Linked DNA regions of Mus musculus: region 1 is linked to region 2. A link is a contact called in public HiChIP or PLAC-seq data. All regions are on one chromosome and are shown on one strand. Each heading gives the region's core, a stretch centred on a gene start, on an enhancer-like site or on the middle of the called end of the contact. The rest is flanking DNA. Distances are from core to core; before and after follow the strand shown.

What was found. HiChIP or PLAC-seq counts read pairs in DNA pulled down with a chosen protein or histone mark.
Region 1: a contact with region 2 is called in an H3K4me3 HiChIP or PLAC-seq map of embryonic stem cells, with 14 read pairs. The contact joins the promoter of Mtmr3 here to the enhancer-like site in region 2. A contact is called at or near these places in 1 of 39 promoter capture datasets (frontonasal cranial neural crest), 1 of 484 Hi-C or Micro-C datasets (embryonic stem cells), 3 of 115 datasets of contacts at active chromatin or transcription factors (bone marrow-derived macrophages, embryonic stem cells and pancreatic cancer cells) and 1 of 9 other capture datasets (adipose tissue).

Annotation. Positions count from the first base shown.
Region 1 is chr11:4,592,845-4,596,979 of GRCm38.p6, forward strand. It overlaps Mtmr3 (myotubularin related protein 3), which reads right to left and starts at 1,946. Exons shown (of 19, transcript NM_001373897.1): 1 at 1,759-1,946.
Region 2 is chr11:4,297,362-4,301,324 of GRCm38.p6, forward strand. All of the region lies in intron 2 of Gm11958 (predicted gene 11958), which reads left to right. Among named protein-coding and RNA genes, the nearest start is that of Gm11958, 14 kb to the left of the region's middle. Within about 2 kb of position 2,575, at least 103 of the 459 cell types and tissues checked have an H3K27ac peak or open chromatin away from gene starts, as enhancers often do. A contact at or near this core is called in adipose tissue, embryonic stem cells and pancreatic cancer cells, where this site is marked.

The DNA.
Region 1 (4,135 bases), core at 696-3,195, 290 kb after region 2:
GAACTATGGTAAGTAGTGGGGATTATCAGGAAACAAAACAGACAAGGTTTCTGGTGTTAGTGAACAACTGGGTGAGCCTCTCTATGATATGTCAGAATACAACCCTATGCAACTGTTAACACTTTCTTCCACCTCTTCCAAAACTGTAACAATCCTCAACACACCTTTGAAATATGAATTTATCTCTTGGTAACTCAGAATTCCACTTTATCACAGAAAGCAAAAACTAGTGCTGTTAAGAGGGTCTTTAAACTGACTTTACCATACCTCACAGCCTGGAGCAAATTTCAAGAACTTGTCACAACCTACAGTACACCTTCCAGGTCCACAACCCTGGTCTCAAATGACTGTAACACACCCTGCTACCCTCCACTTTACTGGAAACCTGAGCCAGATGGTTTAGAAGTAACTACAATGTTGGCATGTTAGAAAGCACCTTTAGGACCCCTCTGTGGGCCAGAAGCAGACTTCAGGCCTCACTTCCTTTATTTTCCTCTAGGTTTTTGGACATACGTTCAGCTATACAACATTTAATTTGATAAAATGTGTTCTGATGCCTTGTGAACAAATTCATTATGCTGCTCACAGTTACCTAAAAAGTAAAAATGGTAGGGGTGAAATATGTCTTCATAGGCAATCACTCTAACCTTCTAGAAGCTTCCAAATTTAGTTTAATAACATATTGCATAGTGTTTACCCACAACGGTGTCATTCTGTAAACTCTTCTACTCAGTCAAGCATGGAAAAGAAGTCTTTCACTGGCCATCAACGCATGTTATTTGGTTTCCAAGTAAAAAACACAGAAACATTGCAGAATCTCAAAGAAGGCCTCCTTCACATCCCCACAAACAAGATCATTTTGATACAGAACCATCTACCATTCAATCGTAACTTCTGACGGCTCACTGTTCACAAGAGGAACGAGGCTGAGCCTCCACTACAAGAACACATGCACTTTTAATACAAAAAAAAAAAAAAAAAAGACCCTAAATGTCAAAAAGCCAAGTGGATGTCAAGATAGTAAGAAGAATAAAAACGTAAACTTCATTCTGACAATGACTGAACATTAATATCTAACAGAAACCTGTGTGTAAAACTCACAAGTGAGATGATCTGACTCCTGGTGGCCTAACAGAGTGTGCAAACTCTACTTCCAATTTTTGAAATAAGTTTTCTGGCCCCAACAATACCATCTTGGGTCATGAAATGCAATACATCCAGTACAATTTCAACCCAAGAAATAATACTGATCTTTTGCAGAGCTACTTGAGCAGTGTTCCCCGAGCTCCTCCAACCACCCCTGGACCTTCGTTCCCCTTCAAGCACTACCAGGTCAGGAGGATGCCCTGCTGCAGTTAGGCTGAGGCCCGCACAGCTCGCCCGTGGTTTCCAACAGCACGACCTCCGGCCTCTCGCCACTAAGGACTCCCACGGTCTCGACCAGGGCCTCGGGCCACACGCTCACCTCCCGGAGGCCCGGGAGCGTTTTCCAGGGCGCCCCAGCCGCAGCTCCCAACACTCCGAGTGTTACCCACCGCCAGGTTCAGGATGGCCGCCGAGCTCGGCGACCCCGCCTCCCCCGACTCGCCCGACCGGGCCTCGGTGCTCCATTCTGAGAGCTTGCCCCGGGAGGCCGCGGCCAACCCAGCCCTCGGCCCGCCGCCGCCTCCCCGGCCGGTGACAGCCGCCGCACTCGGCCCAGGTCCGCCCCTCCTCCAGCACCTCCTCGCCACCAGAGCCGGAGGGTGGGCTTCTTACCAGGCGGCAGGACATGGCGAGGCCCGCCACCGCAGGGCCTCCTCCGCCACCCCAGGAGGCTGCCAGCCAGGGTCGGCGGGGGCCAGCGCCTGGGCCGCTGGAGCGTCTCCGCCGGCTGCTCCGCCGCCGCCGCCGCCGCTGCCGCCGCCGCCTTCTCACAACCACAACAACATGGCGGCAGCGGCCACACAGAGCGCGCTCCCGAGACCGATCGGAGCTGAGAGCGGGGGCGCGCGCGCACGCTCCGGCGCGCTGTCCGCTGTGGGATGGGGGGCGGGGGGGAAGACTGGCCGTCACGGGATGGGCGAGGGCGGGGCCTGGCTCGTTGGTCACGCCCCAGGATGTGGGCGGGGCTGCAAGTCACCAGACTGTGGCTGCAGAGAAGCGTCAGGAGGAAGAAAAGAAAAATGAGAAGTGAATAAATAAACCGTTACGAATTAAGAAAAAGAAAAACAAGGTTTAGAAAGATTTTTCAGGCTTCTTTTCCAACTTAATGGACCAAGACAGCACTTCAGCTTACTCTACTTTCTATTAAAACTAAGAACAGTAGTGATATTATATCCCCAGCAAGTATAGTCAATATAAAACTAACTTAATACCGTGCATGTAAATATAGTGTGCTATAAGTTATGCCCAGAATACAAGTTCAAACTGCCTCAACGCCAGCTCCTAATAAAAAAAACCTCAGTGCTCAAAGAAAAGCAAGGGGGAAAAGAATCCCTACTTTGACTGGCCTCCAGAAGAGCCCCATAGTCTAACACTGTAATACCTTATTTTAGGTCAGCAGTCCTCGGGGTCTCAAATATCCTGAACCTCAGATATTTACATTATGATTCATGGTAGTAGAAAATTACAGTTATAAATTAGCGAGGAAAGTAAGTTGGGAGTCAGCATACGTGAGGAACTATATTAAAGTCACAGCGTTTAAAGGTTGAGATCTACTGGCTTAGGTCCTAACAAATCCTCAAAGATATTTCACTTCCTTAGATGAATTTTAACATGACCTTGATTTTTTATCAGAAGACAAGTAAATGAAATTTATCCCTGTATTTGTTAAATTGTTTATCTCCCCCCCCCCATTATTTGTTTCTTTGTATTCAACATTATTGCCTCTCTGCCCCCACTGGAGTTTAAGAATAATTAGAAAAAAAGGATGCTGTCTTATTTGTCATTATGTCTCCAGAACCTAAAATTGCACAACACAATAGCCAGACAAATCTCCTAATTATGGAAGAGCAAGTGTTTATATTTATCTAGTTGAATCTTCATAAATGGTCAGGCCTATCTTTATTTTACAAACAAAAAAAAAGTAAAACCCAGAATAAGTTGAATTTAACTTAAACTTCAAACCCAGGCCCAGATAACAACACAAACTGTCCTATTACTCTCTGGGCTACCCACCACATCACAGAATCTCAAGGAAGGTCAAGGAAGGCACTACATCACAGATCAGTTAGCAAAGACTTCCCACCGCCCTCCAAGGACCTGTCTTCCTCCTCTTCAATGCAGCTGATTGTGTCTCCGTTTTCACCTTCACTAGAAAAGCACAGGCTAAATTGGAAGTACAATGATTGCACCTCTTGGGTCAAAAAAAAAAATCTTTTGGTAGTGATAGCAGTAAACTATACACTTTCATTTATAATCCACTGTCCTGGTTTCCCTTTGTGTATATTCTCATGGCCTTTGTGGGACAAGAAAAAAAAATAGAGCATCAAATAGATGGACAACAGGACACACAGAGTAGACAGACAGACTGCCAGCAGTGGGGAACCTGAACTGGAGCTAGCACTTCACTGCCAGGACAATCCCTGCTGGATGGCTGGACACTGATAAAGTGGCTCCAGGTAAACAACTCAGGCAACAGGAAATTCACACCTGCTCCACCAATCCCACAGCTCCCACAGTCCACATGGAAAGAGCACATGGATCAGCTTGTCGCTTGCCTCTCTGTTTATCAACAATAACAATTTGCTTTTTGATCTGGAGTGAGAAAGGAAATCTTTGACTGAATCCTCGACCAGTATTTAAAATGTTTGAAGAAATTTTACTGTACCCTTGAATTCATGGTGTGCACCGAATCTTTTAGCTTGCACCAAACCACTTCAGCCTTAGATGTAGATGAAACAAGAAGGCCAGAGTTTGAACTCAAGTGATCTGATGTTGAGGGACATCTGTGCACATCATACTTCCCTTCCTCTCCACTCCTGGAAGCCTGGAAGGCAGATATTAGGAAATTGTCTCTAAATACAAAAGAGCAAACTCTGCATGGCCTGGAAAACTCCCTTTGTAGGGGCTGAGGATACAGCGTGTGTGTTGAGCGCACACCAGGCCCTATTTTTAACAAGCAGGAAAAAAAAAAAAAACCTTTCTATATTCA
Region 2 (3,963 bases), core at 1,325-3,824:
TCCATTGAGAGGACCCAGGCACTTAGGCCAATAGGTGAACTTTTTCTGAGCCTCAGTTTCTTGCCTCCTTTTGGAAAGACATGGGCTCTAGAAGGAGAGCTATGTTTGAATTCTATGTTAGGAAAATATATAGGATAAAGGTGGGGCAGCTCCTCTCTACCAGCTGGATATGAAGCACCTCCTGGAGATCAGGCCATCCCGAGCCTGAGCGGAGCTCACAGTCCAACAGAAGAGCTCAGAGGTGACCTGAGGAAGGCCATGGCTAGTCAGGAGCAATTGATCTCTGGCTCCATGACACAGTGATTCTGAAGCTGAAAATGGACTCCCATGGAAGGAAGACAAATGACAATTCTGAATGCCAGTGACTGTCCTTTTGGAGCTCGGACAGCATAAGAAATCTGATGGCGGAGATGGTGCTTGGTCTGGAATTGGCTCTCTCTAGTCTTTTGGCAGAGAGGGAGGGTAAGACTCCAGTGACCACCATGGCCTGCTCCTCTCACTACTGGGTCACTATGGAAATAACTTGGCAGTATCTGGGGGGGGGGGAGTAGGATGGGGGTGGGACTGAAAAGCTCCAGCTGGGCAGGCAGAGGCCATGATCTGGTCCCAGCTGGCTCTTCCACAGGCTGTGTGACCACAGCTGAGTCATAGTCTCTGACTGACACGTCCCTTATCTACAAAGGCTGGAAGTAAGATGAGAGGCTTTTTGAGGTCCTCCCCAGCTCTGAGACTCTGTAACGGCAGACATCTTTAAGGATGAAAAGCAGAGATGCTGAGCTAAAACAGATGTGGCAGGTAAAAAGGTGGATGAGTGATTGGGTCATGTTTTTCTCTCCAGTGTCCCATGTTGACATGGCCTTGGGTGAATTCTGCATTTATTATGTGTGTGTGTGTATATACACACACACACACACACACACACACACACACACACACACACACATATATATATATACATATAATTTATTTATTTTTATTTTATGCACATTGGTATGTTTTTGCCTGCATGTCTGTGTAAGGTTGTCAGATCTTGGAGTTACAGTCAGTTGTGAGCTGCCATGTGGGTGCTGGGAATTGAACCTGGGTCCTCTGGAAGATCACTCAGTGCTCTTAACCATGAGCCATCTCTCCAGCCCCATATTTATTCATTTTAATAGGTGGTCAACACAACATCTGTTAGCTGGAACTTCCAGCAGAGAACCTGATCATAGCTCCCACCTGCGGCTCTATCTCCTTCCTGAACAGCCTGTACCAAGGAGGACCTTCAAAGCCACAGGTTCCTTGAATGGTCCCTAAGCATTCTTCTCATCTCTCGGATCCCTCCCACTTCACCACCTCCCACATTCGTCCAGAGGGTTGGGGGATGCCCACGCCCTGACTGTGTCTCCCCAGGGGCTGACGCTGGCAGGGAGGTGACATCAGCTGATATGGCCAGGCAGAGACAGAGGATGGGCTCTGAGGGTAAAAGGGCGACAACTTCAGCTAGCAGGCAGCTCTGCAGGTCCAAGCTCATTCTAGAGCAGCCCCTCCCCCCACTCTCCTTCACAGCCTTGGTTTGTTTTCACTGTGCTGGTCCCCTGTCCTCGAAAGCTGATGGACCCTGGAACCCCATTCCAGAGGGAAAGCTCCGCTGGAGTCCTATGCTGAGAAGGGTCTGTAAAGACCTAGGTGAGGTGCCTAAAGGCTTGTTGAGAGGCAGTACCAGGTCATGCTTCAGACAGAGTTGCAAGGCTAAGTAAGTCCCAGTCACACAAAGCCAACAGTTCCATCTTTTAAGAGCCTGGGACATGTTTTTAAACTGTGGCTTTCTAATCAGTGACGTTTTGCCCTTTGCTGGCGCCCAGGGCTCCAGGCATCTGGACCCGGAACACGGATATGTGTGGGTGGGATGGGGAACTGTGCTGGCTGGCCGGAGACAAGAGTCAGTCTTTGTCTCCATCTTCACGTGCACCTGCCATCCTCAAACTCTTGAAAAACCTTGTGACTTTTACTTTCCAAACCTCTCTGAGCCTGGGGGGATGGGGGTGCCGGCCGGAGCCCACAGAGCCACATTCCGGTCATTCCAGCCTCCTCACAGCTCCTGGTACTGTAGCTGCTGAGCCTTCAATGTCCAAAAATTCCAGCTGACTCATCTGTGGGTGAACAAGGCCAATTTGAGGGGCGGGTTGTATCTCGTGGGGGCTATCTCCGTGGAGGTCCCCAATTCAAAAGGTGAGCAGGGCACGGAATGGCAGCCTAGATGTGGTTTCTGTTTGAATGACATTCAGGTGTCATTTGAGATGTCGGTACGAGGCAACAGGTAAGACACGGCTGTGCAGTAGGCCTTGACTGTGACCCCAGATCCCGGCTGGCTCCATCATTACCACTGTGTGGCCCTGTTAACCCTGGGGGTCTCAGACATCCTGTGAAGATGCTGAGAGCAGTGGTTCCCAAGCAGTAGAGGGAGATGAAGCAAGAGCATGCAAATGAGCATGCTTGCTTGTCTTGACCAACTGGAGCTGCTTAGCAGTGATGACCCGGATCGGGATGTCACCCCTTTGATGCAATGACGTGAGACCTGCTTCCGGGTGGGCAGGCGGGTGTGTAATCATAGCTCACTCGGTCCCATGGGACAAAAAGGCTGCCAAGTTGCATGGTGGTGGGAAGTCCCTGCTTGTTTTGGGATTCAGACTGGCATTTCTCTCTGAATTTCCCCATCAGGCCAGAGTAGGGCAGCTGAGCCCCCTGTGCGTCGGGTTCTGTGACCACAGGCAGGGAACAGGGCTAAGGGGAAAGGGCAGGGGCTTCTTTTCTAGTGTTCACAACTCCAGATGGCTTTTCTAGTGTTTCTCCAGACGCTGCTAACAAGGTCCATGCCAAGTTCCTCCTGCCTCTCCCTAGACTTGTCTGATGCCAAAGCATTTCTCAAAAGGGGGAAACACGGGCCTTCAGCCACTGTGTCCTCACGGGTTCACAGAGCCCCCAGCTTAGCCCCGCCCCCAGGTTGTCTTCCCAGGGACCACGGGGGATCCTGAGGTGTGGAAACAGGGTAGGTATGGAAGGCAATATGACCCTGGGATTCTGGTTCTCTGTTTTTATTGCCTACTCAAGGAAGACACGCAAGAGGCAGACACAAAGAGCCGGGAGACTCACACCTGTCCGTCCTCGGCAGGCTAGCGCTGAGGTTAAGAGACAAATAGCTGTGGGTTCAAATCCTCACCCTACTTTAGATGTGGGCCTTGTCTCTCATGTAAAGTGACTGTGACAACTGCCATCTCTGGAATTGTCTTAGTGTGCAGTATGGTGTCCCACACTCACGAAATTACGCTTATTTTGTCCTCCCAGATGAGGGCTGGTTTAGCTTTGCTGAACTTCCCATCTTCCAGATGGAGAAACTGAGACCCAGAGGCAGTTGGTGGGAAGAGAACTCAGCTGCTGTTTCCACATCTCAGCCACCTTCCGGGTCAGCTCCAGAAGGAAGAAGTCCCAGTGTCTGCTCTGGCCGCCTGGGGCAGCTCTCAGGGCTCCTGCCAAGAGCTGGTTTGGCAGCTGTTCTTCTCCTCTGTGCCCATCAGCATTGGTCCAGATGTTCCAGGCAGCAGCCTGGGAGCTCTGTCAGGTTTTGCTTGGGCTCTCCTTCCTCATAGCCTATCAATTCCCCGCCCCCCCTCAGGTCTCTAGAAATGTCTCTGTTAGCTGGGGAGAGGGCTGGGGTGGCTGGATAGCTTGTAACATGTCCCCTGGAATGGCTACAACACAAATTGGTTTGCCTTAGTGTTTTCTACTTAGATATCATTAGCTTCCAATCCCAACATGGCCAGTGCCCTGTAAACTGGGAGCCTGGAAATTCTGGTGACCTAAGGCAGCAAAACAGAACAAGTTCCCTCCCCGCGTGTGGAGCTTCACCGACTGACCCAGACTCTGGGAGGCAGGTGCCCTCGCCTCTTTTTCTGACCGAGAATCTGAGACTCAGCTGTTGTCTGT